Linked DNA regions of Sus scrofa: region 1 is linked to region 2. Evidence: chromatin contacts called from public HiChIP or PLAC-seq data. All regions are on one chromosome and are shown on one strand. The core of a region is the stretch at or near the end of the contact, and the rest is flanking DNA. Distances in the headings are between cores, read along the strand shown.

Region 1 (6,680 bases), core at 2,824-5,323, 78 kb before region 2:
TATCTCTGATCCTACACTTAAAGTACACCAAAACAAAAATGAAGGCTGAGGGCAGTGTTTCTCACTGATTTGAGTTCCAAGTCAAAGAAAAATTCCCACTCAGCTTGCAGGCTTTGTCTTTTGTATAGCCGTCTGCCCTGGAACTTCAAGAAAAAGTTTAGGGGGACAAAAGTCTAAGAATGTGAAACAGAGGGAGGAAGGAGAGGGGGGGAAATGCACCCCCAGAGCTCTGCAGTTGAAACCTCAAACTCCAAAACATCACAAAAAAAGCTGCAGTAAATAGCAACTACAGTGACCCCCGGATACGAAATCATGGTTCAGTGCTTCCCACCAACAATACGCCTAGAGAAATAAAAGGCAAAACCCAAAAAGAGTTTACAATACCTAAGTACTAAGAAAAGGCCTAATAATTGTTCTTGCTTGTGTCCATCAGGAAAATAGACACTGCGAAGTTAAGACTATCAGCCCAAGGAATCAGGTAAGGCTGCCTGGCTCCTAGGTTGCTGCCACCCCAGCCCCCGACTGCTGCTGGTCCTTTGGGACTTTGCTGTCCAGTCATGCCAGGAGTATGCCGACACAGAAGTGCTTCCTTTATTGATGATCAACTTGAAATCCCTCAATTTTACCATAATAGAGATCTATGGAGACCAAACTGTTCCCCAACCTGGGAAATGGGACAGAGAGCCTTCACTCCAGACAGGTATATATATATCAGGTAAAACAATCAGCAACATTCCAGGAAAATGTAAGGCCTTAAATTAGCTGAAATGTAAAATCTTTGCAATATAGTCCTCTGGCTCCCCAAGCAGTTTCATCTGTTCCGGTGGGCAAAGAGAAATAATAATCTTTGTGTCCAGAACTCAGATCTATTTTGGCACGCCAACTAATGCCTCTTTTATTTTAGCCTCTCAGCTGCTATGAGGGAAAAAGAACTTTGTCAGAGTGACAGGCAGAAAAATGGAAGTCTATTATTTCTTTCTCTCTAGAGACACTAAAGCTAAGGAAATAAAACATGTAGCCATTTAAAATACTACAACCACAAGGTCCAATGTCTTAAAAGCTCCTCTCATTCTGCCCCGTGGGACTGTGACAATTTAGCAGCAGTAGCAGCAGCAGGATGCCCTTGCACAAAGATGCAAGGAAGGACTCTTTGCTGGACTTCACAAAAACAACCCAAGAGACCCATCAACTCCTGTGTCCCCAAGTGAACTGCTAGTAGGACTATAAAAAGAGACACAAACTTGGCCAAATAACTAACCAAGTTGGATGGTAAAGGGCATCCGTAAGAGATGTGTCTATCCCTGCCCTCTGCTGTGACAGCACACGAGGATTCTAGAATATATGAAAAATATAAAATAATCTTCCTCTGAAACTTCTAAGTCAATACTCCATTTTCAGTATTGGAAAGCTACACATAAACAAGACTTTTTCTCACTAACACACCCCAATGTTTACCCTCCTAAGGGTGCCTTATATGGTGGAGAGTCAAAGTGTCAGATTTTTGTTTATTTTCCTTTTGATTTGTTCACATAAACGGTATGTAATATTTATATTTTATCATGTCTCAAAAAGATCTATATAAGTATGTTTAACATATAAGTATTTCATAAGAATGCATTTTTTTCATAGTAAAATTCACAGGTTTTTTCCCTCAGCGGTAGATAAAACAAATGTGCATTTCATAATCAAAGACATCTTAAACTCCATGAAATAAGGCCGTTAGCTCAAGTCAGCACCCTCCCTTATTCTGTTTACTGCTACCAAATACCGTATTTTTTGTGGGTGTGATGTGGGTACATTACAGCATCACCTGTTTTAATTAATTAGTGCCGCTCCCGCAGCAAGAAGTTTGTGGGCTAAGGGTCGAATCAGAGCTGCAACTGCCAGCCTACGCAACAGCCACTCGGAATCCGAGCTGCATCTGTGACCTATACCACAGCTTTCGACAATGCCAGATCCTTAACCCACAGACAGAGGCCAGAGATTGAACCTGCGTCTTCATGGATACTAGTTGGATTCTTAACCTGCTGAGCCACAATAGGAACTCCTGTTTTAAGTTTCTTATGACAGAATATTTTCTAAAGATGTGTGTTTTTGTTTAAAGGAGAAGAATTTGCTTTACATAGGGACTTTGCAGTGAAACTCAAATTAGAGACAGTTCTTATGTCAGAGATTATTTATTTTATTTCATTCTAGTCTCTTTAGGGCTGCACCTGTAGCACATGGAATTCCCAGGCTAAGGGTCGAATTGGAGTTGCAACTGCCAGCCTACACCACAGCCACAGCCACACCAGATTCAACCCACATCTGCGACCTACACCACAGCTCAGGGCAACTCGGAATCCTTAACCCACTGAGCTACGGCCAGGGATGGAACCTGCGTCCTCATGGTTACTAGCTGGGTTTGCTACCCCTGAACCACAATGGGAACTCCATGTCAAAGAGATACATACTGAGCAGAGTGAGTTTACTTTAAATTACTTACAACCCAACTTCCTATTTATAGTACAAACAACCATTGAACTTTTTCCAAACACAAGGTAAATCCTTACAATTAACTTAAGCTCTGTGTATTGGGGGTAGTTGTGCGTCTCGTTTTGTACTTACTTAATGATGCTGATGATGCTTAATTCTAAATACCTGGAAGTAACTGGTTTGTGAAAGCTCAAAACTGAGAGAGACTAGTTGCTCTGGTTTCCTGACGTCTCTGAAATCCCAGGGGCCTACTCCACTTTGTGAGGCTCTTGGCTTCCAAGAGGTCAGGAACTTGGGACACTGACTGCAATAACCATCCTTAAACTTGGTAACTATTCATCTGCCTCCCTGAGCACCCCTTATGTTTCAAACCTGGACAGTAAAAACACACAAACAAACAAACAAAATACCCCTCAGAATCCTGACTGCAGATCTCATGAACTACGCACCACCTGAAACCACCCAGACTGAAGCCATATGGGCTTGATATAAAGATATGCAATAAGTAGGAAGGAGAACGAGGGAACCGTAGTCAATTAAGTTGCGCCTGATAAGGAAAGGGCTCCAAACTTCCAGAACCTTTTCGTGAATTCCGCTCCAGCATTAGGACAAGTATGACTACCCACAACTGTGTTCCAACCCCACTCCAATAACCTGCTTTAGCTGTAGCCAAAACCCAGAGTGTTCTCGAAAACCACTCACTCAGCAGCTCCCTTGGCTAGTCCGGACTGGCAATCTCGAGCCACTGCGGCTGCCCAGCAGCGCCAACAGCGCCCAAGCAGCTGGCCTCCTTCTTGCTGCTTAAGAAATAGTCCTGGGGAAAATGAGGATCTTAGGAAGGACGGAGGGGGACGGGGGGCTGGGCGTGCAGACCATGAGACAAGCCCCTCACCCTTCTTTATCACCTTCAACTTCTAGGGCAACCGAGGGGCCACCAGGTCAATAATGAAGACACACAATCACCTCGGGCCAGACTAGTACTCGCTGGGGTATAACTACGGAGGAAAGGGAGAGAGAAAAGAGGGTTCTGGCGATGCAAAGTGCTGATAGACAACAATGTGCAGAAGTTAGCAAGAGGAGGAGGGGGTCGGGGGCGATGTAAGAAGTCGTCATCACCACTGCGCCGCCTCCCCCACCCCGCAACAAACCTCCCAGATCCCCTCAGAGACCTGGCCTCTGCAATGAGGACGACCTTCCTCTCTGCTGGGGAAACAAGGCCGAGCCTCAGCTCCCCAGCCAGGCGGAAGCTGGAGGGAAGGGCCGACCTCCGAGAGCGCCCCTTCAGGGGGTCCATCCGGACTCGAGCCCAGATTGGGGGGGGGGGGTCTCGGAGGGCGGGGCATCGCCTCGACAGGGGCTGCACCACGGCAAGGACGGGGTTCCCGGAGCCACGGAGCTTAAGCTCGCCCGTTCCCCTACCCTGCCACCCGGTTACCTCTTCGCTTCCTCGTCGTCGAGCAGCTCTGGCCCGGTCGCCGCCATTACCACATCGCACTCCGCGGCAGCCGCCATCTTACCGCCGGGACCAGAGAGCCGGGTGGGAGGCCGGCGGTGAAGAGCACTTCCGGTCGGACCATCGAGCAGCTCGGCGGCGCTGCGCCCAGAGGGGTTCCCTCGGGCCCGTCTACCAGCGAGAGGCTCTGCTTGGGGCCAGAGCGGCCTCCCGCCCTCGGAGGTCCACGGTGGTCTCCGCCCTGGGGCGGGGACCCAGAGACGGTTCCTGTGCGTAGGGGGCGCCACTTTACCCTTGGGTCGGACGAGGGATACAGGCTGCTGTCTCCTCTCTAGGCTTTGGCTTTTCTCAGTATTCTGAGAGCCTCGTTGCCATAACAACTTCCAATCCTAGAGAGTCTCCCGTGAGGCTCGGAGAGTCGGACTGGGTAGGGATCCTGTGACCTGGAGGGAAAGAGCCCCCCCCCCCCACTACTATCTTTTCGACCTTGAGAGTGTGTCCACAGCTTCCTTCACGAAAGGAAAGAAGAGACACTTTGAGTCCTTCTTCCCCAGCGTTCATCGGCCCCTAGAAGCCCTGCCCAACCAAGCCAGAGGAACGCAGGGCGTCTTCACACCGCGCCTTTCATCCCCTCTGGATCTCCAAGCACCAACTGGTTCATCACCCTAATGACGCTGACCCTTTGATGAGGCTGCTTTCATGTCAGCCTCCGGGAGTGCCATCTCAGCATTAAACCTAGGGAGGGTGGCATGGGGCCCCAGACTCTGCTCTGGAGTTTATAAGGCAGCTCACGGGGTGAGGTCCCTTCTCCACAGTGTCCCCATTGCTCTCAACCCTTATGTAAACTCCCTGCTCAGCACGCTTGTCTTGTCAAATGCAGTCTGGATCGGGAACTCAGAGAGGGCAAGGACACAGCCTGATCATCTTTTTAGCAACTCCCTTCACTCAAACCAATAATATTTGTGGCCTTGAATTGTATTGGGGTTTCCTGAGGTTAAATTGGGGGAGTTTGAAGTTAAAAATTAAAGTTAACCGGTACTGGAGTTCCCGTCGTGGCTCAGCAGAAACGAATCTGACTAGCATCCATGAGGACACAGGTTCCATCCCTGGCCTTGCTCAGTGGATTAAGGATCTGGCGTTGCCCTGAGCTGTGGTGTAGGTCGCAGAGGTGGCTCAGATCTGGCGTTGCTGTGGCTGTGGTGTAGGTTCCCTAGCCTGGAAACCTCCATATGCTGTGGGTGCGGCCCTAAAAAAAGATTAAAAAAAAAATTAGAGTTAATGGATACTAAAATAAGAGGGGCTCAAGGGAATTTAAAAAGGATTTATCCCCCTTCTTCAGTAAAACAGTCTGTGCCATTGTTGGTAAGTTGCCTGCATGGCCCCTGCCTATCACAGTGCTGAGGAAGCTAAATCACACCTAGCACCTGGGGAACAGAGGATGGGAGAGGCTCAGGTTTTTGGAAGAGAAAAGTCGTTCATCCAGCCAGTCATTCAGCAGCCCTCTCTAAAGTGCCTACTTTTTGCTAGGTTGGGAAGGCACAGACTCGGACCACCTGCCCCATTTGCCAGTGGCTTGGCAGCCTACAGTCTAATGCAGAAGGCCATCTGTCTTTAAGTATCTTCCAAATTTGTGTTCTCTGAATCTAAGATTCCCCATATATCTCCAAGTCTTACTGATTCTCTTACCAAATGTCTCCCCAGTCTAACTCCTTTCCATCCCAGTTCAGGCTCTCATCATTAAAAAGCAAAACAGGAGTTCCCGTTGTAGCGCAGTGGTTAACGAATCCGACTAGGAACCATGAGATTGCGGGTTCGATCCCTGCCCTTGCTCAGTGGGTTAATGATCCAGCGTTGCCGTGAGCTGTGGTGTAGGTCGCAGATGCGGCTTGGATCCCTCGTTGCTGTGGCTCTGGCATAGGCTGGTAGCTGTAGCTCTGATTCGACCCCTAGCCTGGGAACCTCCATATGCCGCAGGAGCGGCCCAAGAAGTGGCAAAAAGACAAAAAAAAAAAAAAAAAAAGCAAAACAAAGCTTGGAATGCTACCATAATCTCCTCACTAACCCCACATCTCATCTCTCTCCAAGCTTCATTCTTCTACCAGAGTGGCAAGTGGCCTTCTTTTTTTTTTTTTTTTTTTTAATATGGCCATACCTACAACATGTGAAAGTTCACTGGGCCAGGGACTGAATCCCAGTTGCCACCACAGGTGCAGCAACACCGGATCCTTTTAGCCAACTGTGCCAGCTGGGGATCAAACCTGTGTGTCCCTCTGTAGAGACCTGAGCTGCTGCAGTTGGATTCTTAATCCAGTGCACCAGAGTGGGAATTCCCAGAGTGACTTTTTTTTTTTTTCTTTTTTTTAAATGGCTGCACCTCTGGCCCATGGAAGTTCCTGGGCCAGAGATTGAATCAGCAGCTGCAGCAACATGGGAACCTTTAAGCCACTGTACCAGGCTGGGGATTAAGCCGGAGCTTCTGAAACAACCCAAGCTACCGCAGGAGGACATAAATCCTCCAGGAAGGTTCCAAGGAGTTCGTGGTGTCCACTGCCCCCCACCCCAGGTAAATGCCCCTTGGTTGTGCTCCCGTAGCCCTTCTGTAGTAACTCTTACCATGCTGTACTGTAATTGTTGGTTTAGATGTCTAGTTCCTCTAGATGATGAGGTTTTCTTCTTTTTTATTTTTTTTTCTTTTTCAGCTGCACCCAAGGCAGCTGCACCCATAAGAAGTCCCCAGGTTTAGGGGTCCAAT
Region 2 (6,203 bases), core at 2,116-4,615:
CATATCCACAACCTTGACCTTTGGTTAGAAAATTAGGGCTCGAGTACCCTCCTTGGCACCTTCCCCACCCACATTGGCACCTGTGCCCTGATTGGCCTCTGACTTCTAGGTCAGCTGCAAGCCTCACCATCAAACAGCGCCAGCAGCCAGCGCTCAGCCTGTAGGATCTGGGTCTTGGTGGCGCGCTCCCTGGTGTAGAAATCCCGCAGCGTGGCCAGGGCGTCCACCGCGCGGACTGTGTCGTGGATGAGCAGCGCATCGTTGTAGCGACGCAGGTGAAGCGCATACACCCTCCGCTCCTGGAGCCCCGCCTCAGCCGCTGCCGGAGGGCCGGATTGGCAGAGAATAGGTGGCCACGCCCCTCCAGGGCCCACTCCCACCTAGACCCCGCCCCTGAAAGACTCCACCCAGGCTGACCCAGCCTGGACCACCGCAGCCCCCTTGCCTTCCCCCAGGTCAGCCCCCTCTCACCAGCTTGGCTCAGCTCCACCACTTGCTGCTCGTATGTCTGAGTCCCAAAGTCCCGTCTCAACTCCGGCATCTCCAGATGGCGGTGGATTTTGTCCATGAGCTTCTTCAGCTTGGCCCCAAACGGGTCCTGGACCAGAAGGGAGAGGGTGTGAGGAGATCGCCATACACATCAGGAGAATGGGTACGCAGGGATGTCTAATCCCCATCCAGCCCTGTCACAGCAGACGCCAGGCAGGGTCCGTGCCACAGGAGAGGGCTTAGAGCAGACTCAGCACACAGTGCCCCAGCTTTATGGTTTGCGAAGCACTGTATGGTGTGCCTGGTGTTTTGACAGATGCCCATGGTGGCATCTGAGTCAAACCAAACAGCAGCCTTAGGGTATGGGCTGCATCTGCCCCATTTCACAGAAAACAGAGATGGAGGCTGAGACACAGGCAAATAACCTGAAGCCACAGGTGGAGTCAGAGCTCAACCCCAGGTGCCTTAACTTCACAGCGGACGCCACCCGCGCCATGCCCCCTTCCCCATGTACCTGGGCACGCTGGTGGCAGAGGTCGTACTGTTTGCAGGGCTGCCGGCTGTGCTCCTGCAGCTGGGAGCGGGAGTTCTGGGGTGACATGATGCGCCACGTATCCAGGTTGGCACAGAGCTGGGGCAACAAAGAGGGGTTCACTGGTATGGGGAGGGGGTCCTGTGGGGACAACAGGCAGTGCTTGGGGGCAGGATGGGTCCCACCTGAGGCAGGGCCCTTGTGAGTGAGGATTCATGCATTCACCAAAGAGCTACGGCCCACTCTCTCTGTGCCCAGTGCTACTCTAGTTACTGGGGCTACAGAGCATCTTACACTGGAGTTGGGGAGAGGGATGATAAACAGGTAAGAGAGTAACAGAATGAGAGAGTTGGGGTGGTGTTAACTAGCTCTGAAAAGAATAAAATTGGATGATGTGAAAGAGGGCAGCGCTGCGCAGGGAAGACACTGAAGAGGTGACTTTTCAGTTGTTCCCTGAATGACAAGAAAAGAGCTAAGGAGGTAAAGTGGAGGGTAAGGGCATTCGGGGCCAAAGAAAGGGCAGGTGCAAAGGTCCTGAGATGAGAACCAGTTGGATATGCTCAAGATACAGAGAGAAGGCGGGAGGAGCAGGAGGGAGGGAGGCAGGGGCTGGATCACATGGAACTTTATAAACCCGAAGAGTTGGGAGATCATTCTAAGCGCAACCAGAAGCCTTCTGAGGCTGGCGCTTAGGTGAAGAAGGAGCCCAAACCCTGGCTCAGGAGCCTGAGTAGGGCGGGTGGGCATGGGATAGGGCCAGGCAGGCCAGGGAGGTTTCTGGTGGCAGAGTTCCAGGGGCTGAGCTGACCTGCAGGATGTGGTCAATGGCGCCATCGAGTGTCGAGGCCCTGCCTGTGCCTGGGGAGGCTGTGAGCCCAAGCACCTGCGGCAGTGGCTTCGTCCTCTGGAATTTATGCTTCAGGTACTGGCTCAGGATGATGTTGTAGACGGTGTCTTTGTGTGTGTGGTGACACTCATCCACCACCAGCAGGGAGAAGACTGCAGGAAGGTGGGGGTGGGGGTGGGGTGGGGAGGTTATGACCCGTGTTTGCAAATCCCTTCCTCCCACAAGCTTTGTTTCATGTGGCCCCCAAACTCATGGGAGAATTCCTTCCTCCTTTCACTGCTTGCAGCTGGGCCCAGGGCCAGGCAGCGGCCATTTACCTCCATTTTACAGATTAGTAAACTGAGGCTCAGCTGGGGGAAAGGACTGGCCCAAGATCCTGCATTGTAGACGGGGGTTGGTTTTTAGAAGGTGTCTGCTGCGGTTTCGTGAGCGGGGATCCCTCGTCCCACGAGATGTCCCAAGGCTTTTACTAGAACAGGAGCCCTGGAGTGGGCAGGCAGGGACTTTGGGGGCACACCGTTGCCCGCGGCCCGCGGTCCTCACCGTTGAGCTCCACGTGCTCCTCCTCCTCCTCGCTGGTCAGCGCCTTCTGTAGCAGCTCAGCTGTGCAGATGAGCAGATCATGGCTCCGGGCCAGGTGGCCAAAGCCGGCTCGTGGCCCCATGTCCCCGCTCAGGGTGGTAATGGCCCAGCGTCTGTCCAGCATGCGGCTGAACTCCTCACAATGCTGGGTCACCAGGTGTACCTGGGGGTGGAGAATGAGATGGGGAGAGGAAGCTGGAGCAGGGCCAGGGGCAGGGAAGGCAGGGTGACCCCCAGGACATGGCTCTGGGCTGGAATGGGTGAAAAGACATGTGAGCTTGGAGACGGCCACAGCTGCTCTGGAGTTCTGGAAGATCCTGAGAGGCGCCTGAGGAGTTGAGACCCTGCTGGGGGGCGGGCAGGCCACTTACCCTGTTGACCAGCACAACCACCTTGGCTCCATCCACAGTCTCCAGATGCCTCTTGGCCACATAAGCAGCCGCCCTGGTCTTGCCAGCGCCCGTGGGCAGCCATATGATGATATTCCTGCCCTCCAGAGCGGGCATGATCACCTCCCACTGGTAGGGTCGCAGCTCCATTCTAGGAATGGCAGGGAGCTCAAGACCCCTGGACCCCTCCCAGCCCAGCCTCCCCTCAGCGCCTCTCCCCACTCCCTTTGCCCGGACTCCACCCCCGCCTGAGGGAGGAGAGGGCAGGGCCACGGAGGGACCTACCAGGAACCTTATCTGGGTAGGAGGGGAGGCAGAGGACTAAGGACCACACCTGCTCCCTCAGCGTCTCACTGGCCGCTCTGCGCTCTGCGGGCTTAGCCCAGATGCCGCTGGGCTTGCTGAGAAGGAAATGGAAACTGAAACTGAAGGGAGGAGCTAGCCCAGCAGAGATCAAACTAAGACTCTCCCTTCCCTGCCCCTCCGAAAAAAACTACGAGCTTCAGAAGCAGGGCAGACAGAAAGGCTGCTGCCAGCAAGATACCCTTTCTTCCCTCCCGGGTCCTGTTGGCCCCACCCCCTGGAGAGGGGTCTTCACCGCCCGGCCCCGCCCCGCCCCCGTGAGGGCCGCGGCTGTAACCGATCCCACCCACGTGACGATGCCTGGCCCAGCAGAAGCAAGCAGGGAGACGTGGGGGGCTACGGGCAGGTAGCCATCAGCCCAGGGGTGCGGGGACAGGCGTGAGCCATGCTGGCAGAACGGGCCCTGCCTGCTGAGGCTGGGGATTCCACTGATAAATAATCACACAGAGAAAAAAAAAAAAAGAACTTTATTGTTCCCTCCAAGGGATTAATGCCAAGAAATGAATGGTCCCCATGCCCCCACCCCAGGGGAAAAACAGATCAGTGCAGAATGACGCTCGGCCCCTCCAGTCCAGGTTGAACTTCCAACCCCTGAGGGCCCGTCACTCAAGCGAAAACTGGAAATCCTGCCCTTGAGGAAACAGTGACCTGGGCCAGGCCCGGGCTTCTAAGACGCCATAGCTTAGTGGGGAGACCCGGGCTGGGGGCCACCAGCCACTCTAGAGGGGCTGGGCTCCAGACCCAGAAACCCCTCCCCAAGGTCAGACACAAGGAAGGATGGGACAGAGCTGCAGGCGTGCGGTGCCCCAGGGCCCAGAAAGGCTGCAGGATCGCGGGGTGCAGGGCCCCCGCTGGAGTGTCTCACACCGAGGGGGACCTGGGTAGGGCCACCTCAGGCATCAGATCAGAGCCTGAGACGGAGACTTTACGGGTGGAGGCCACGGTCCAGAGTCAGGCTACTTGTCGATGAGCCCGCCCTCCTTGAGCTTGAAGTAGAAGAACTTCTCCAGGGCGCTGGCGCAGCGGCAGTACTCGCTGTCTGGGGGGTTGTACTCGCGGCAGTTGGCGATGACCCGCTGCAGGTCCGCCACGAAGAGCTTCCGCGTCACGTAGTACCGGCTGCGCAGCCTCTCCGTCATGGTCTTCAGGTCTGGGGCAGCAGGGGACAAGGGCGTGCCTTTCAGAGGCCACATGGCCCAGGACGGAAGGAGCCGGGACGATGCGGGGCGGCGCAGCGAAAAGGGGAGGAAGGGGTTGGACTGGAAGGTCCTCACCGATGGGGAAGCGGATGACCTCGTAGTAGTCTGGGGCCTCCGACTTCTTCACGGGCTCCATGAAGGGCCAGGCACTGGGGTGGGACTGCAAGGAGAGCCAAGCTGGGCCCGGGCCCACGGCGCCCACAACCAGCTGGTGACTGCCCCGCCCCCATCGCAAAGCCAGATATTGGCACAGGGACCCCCAAAAGGGGGTCTGCCCACCTTGATCTGAGCCAGCAGGTTTTTGAGGGTCGTGTAGAGCTGGTCCGGGTCCTTCAGCTCTTTCCTGGGGCGAGAGAGAGGCGAGAGGCGGAGTCTGAGGCTCCTGGTCCCTCCGCCCCCACTCCCTGCTCCTCTCCCTCCGCGCAGCACTCACCCTTTCTCCTTGCCCAGCGGCTTCCAGCCCGTCTCTCCTGCAAAGCAGGGGTGGGGAGAACGCCCCTAAGAATGCCTGTCCCCACCCCCAACAGTGCGCCCCCTCCCCCACCAAGACCCCCGCTGCTCACGAATGCCAGGGACGCTCTCCACAGGGATCTGCCTCACGCCCTCTTTGAAGCAGCTGAGCCCGGGGTAGACCTTCCGGATCTGGGCCTGTTTGCGTTCAATCAGCTTCTTGATGATCTGAGGGAAGGAAGAGTCTGAGGGGCCAACCCCAGCTCCGCAACCACCCTCTCGGGCCACAGTCAGGGCCCCACCACAGACTCCAACAGCCACTCCTCCTACGAGCAAGGATCGCTCCTGGGCCATCCCACTTCACACATGCACATGTGTATGTGCGGTACATGCCCATACCGGTGCTCACTCTCGCGTGCAGGTTCATGAAAAGCCCCATGGAGCGTGCACCTGTGTGAAAGCACGCACACGCGCACACACCTCCTTCTGCTTCTTGATGATGTGGGACAGCTCCGTGTAGGGGATCCGAGGGTTCAGCTCACACTCCATCAGCGTCGCGCCCTCATAGTCCTTGATGTAACCCAGGTAGCGGCTCTTGGGCACCTTGATGTCCTTGGAGAAGCCCTGGAAGGTGGCGAGTTCCCACCGATGCATCAGCAAGGCTTTTCCAACCTGAATCCGCACCTGGGAAGTTTCCCTTGAGAACCCTGCTCCTTCCCGGGGCAGCAGCCAGGGAGGAGAGGCGTGAAGGACGGCTCCGCAGGTGCTGGATGGAGCAGGGGACCCAAGGGACCCCAGTCCACCCACACCAGGGGGCTAGACAGAATGACCCGTCCCCAGGCAGTGGGCACTCGGGGTGAGGCGAGGGTCACCTGCTTTTTGAAGTAGCCAATGGCATACTCGTCGGCGTAGGTGAGGAAGTAGAGGATGTTGTGTTTGATGTGATACTCCTTCAGGTGATTCATCAGGTGAGTCCCATAGCCCTGCGGGGGAGGGAAGCAGGGCTGACAGGGGAGGGGAACAGGGCTGGCGGGGAGGGGGCAGGCCTGCAGCTAGAGACAGGAGGCAGCAGACAGGTTCTTACAGACCTGTTCTCAAGTTAACCCATGAAAGAGCTAAAACACTGAAATTCAGTGGAGCTCCCATCGTGGCGCAGCAGAAACGAATCTGACTAGGAACCATGAGGTTGCGGGTTTTGATCCCTGGCCCTGCTCAGTGAGTTCAGGATCGAGGGTTGCTCTGAGCTGTGGTGTAGGTCACGGATGTGGCTCAGATCCCATATTGCTATGGCTGTGCCATAGGCCGGCGGCTGCAGCTTGGATTAGACCCCTAGCCTGGGAACCTCCATATGC

What was found. HiChIP or PLAC-seq counts read pairs in DNA pulled down with a chosen protein or histone mark.
Region 1: an H3K27ac HiChIP or PLAC-seq map of alveolar macrophages shows a contact between it and region 2. The contact joins the promoter of DNAJC7 here to the promoter of DHX58 in region 2. A contact is called at or near these places in 8 of 47 Hi-C or Micro-C datasets (alveolar macrophages, blood, embryonic fibroblasts and 5 more) and 2 of 2 datasets of contacts at active chromatin or transcription factors (alveolar macrophages and skeletal muscle).

Annotation. Positions count from the first base shown.
Region 1 is chr12:20,723,330-20,730,009 of Sscrofa11.1, reverse strand. It overlaps DNAJC7 (dnaJ homolog subfamily C member 7), which reads right to left and starts at 4,073. Exons shown (of 15, transcript XM_003131409.5): 1 at 3,911-4,073. The coding sequence starts at 3,987.
Region 2 is chr12:20,644,915-20,651,117 of Sscrofa11.1, reverse strand. DHX58 (DExH-box helicase 58) reads right to left here and starts at 3,365. Exons shown (of 13, transcript NM_001199132.1): 1 at 3,125-3,365; 2 at 2,822-2,990; 3 at 2,412-2,613; 4 at 1,830-2,020; 5 at 1,004-1,120; 6 at 472-598; 7 at 128-319. The coding sequence starts at 2,989. KAT2A (histone acetyltransferase KAT2A) reads right to left here. Exons shown (of 18, transcript XM_013980960.2): 12 at 5,724-5,834; 13 at 5,332-5,535; 14 at 4,965-5,079; 15 at 4,835-4,871; 16 at 4,681-4,744; 17 at 4,477-4,561; 18 at 3,654-4,352. The coding sequence ends at 4,159.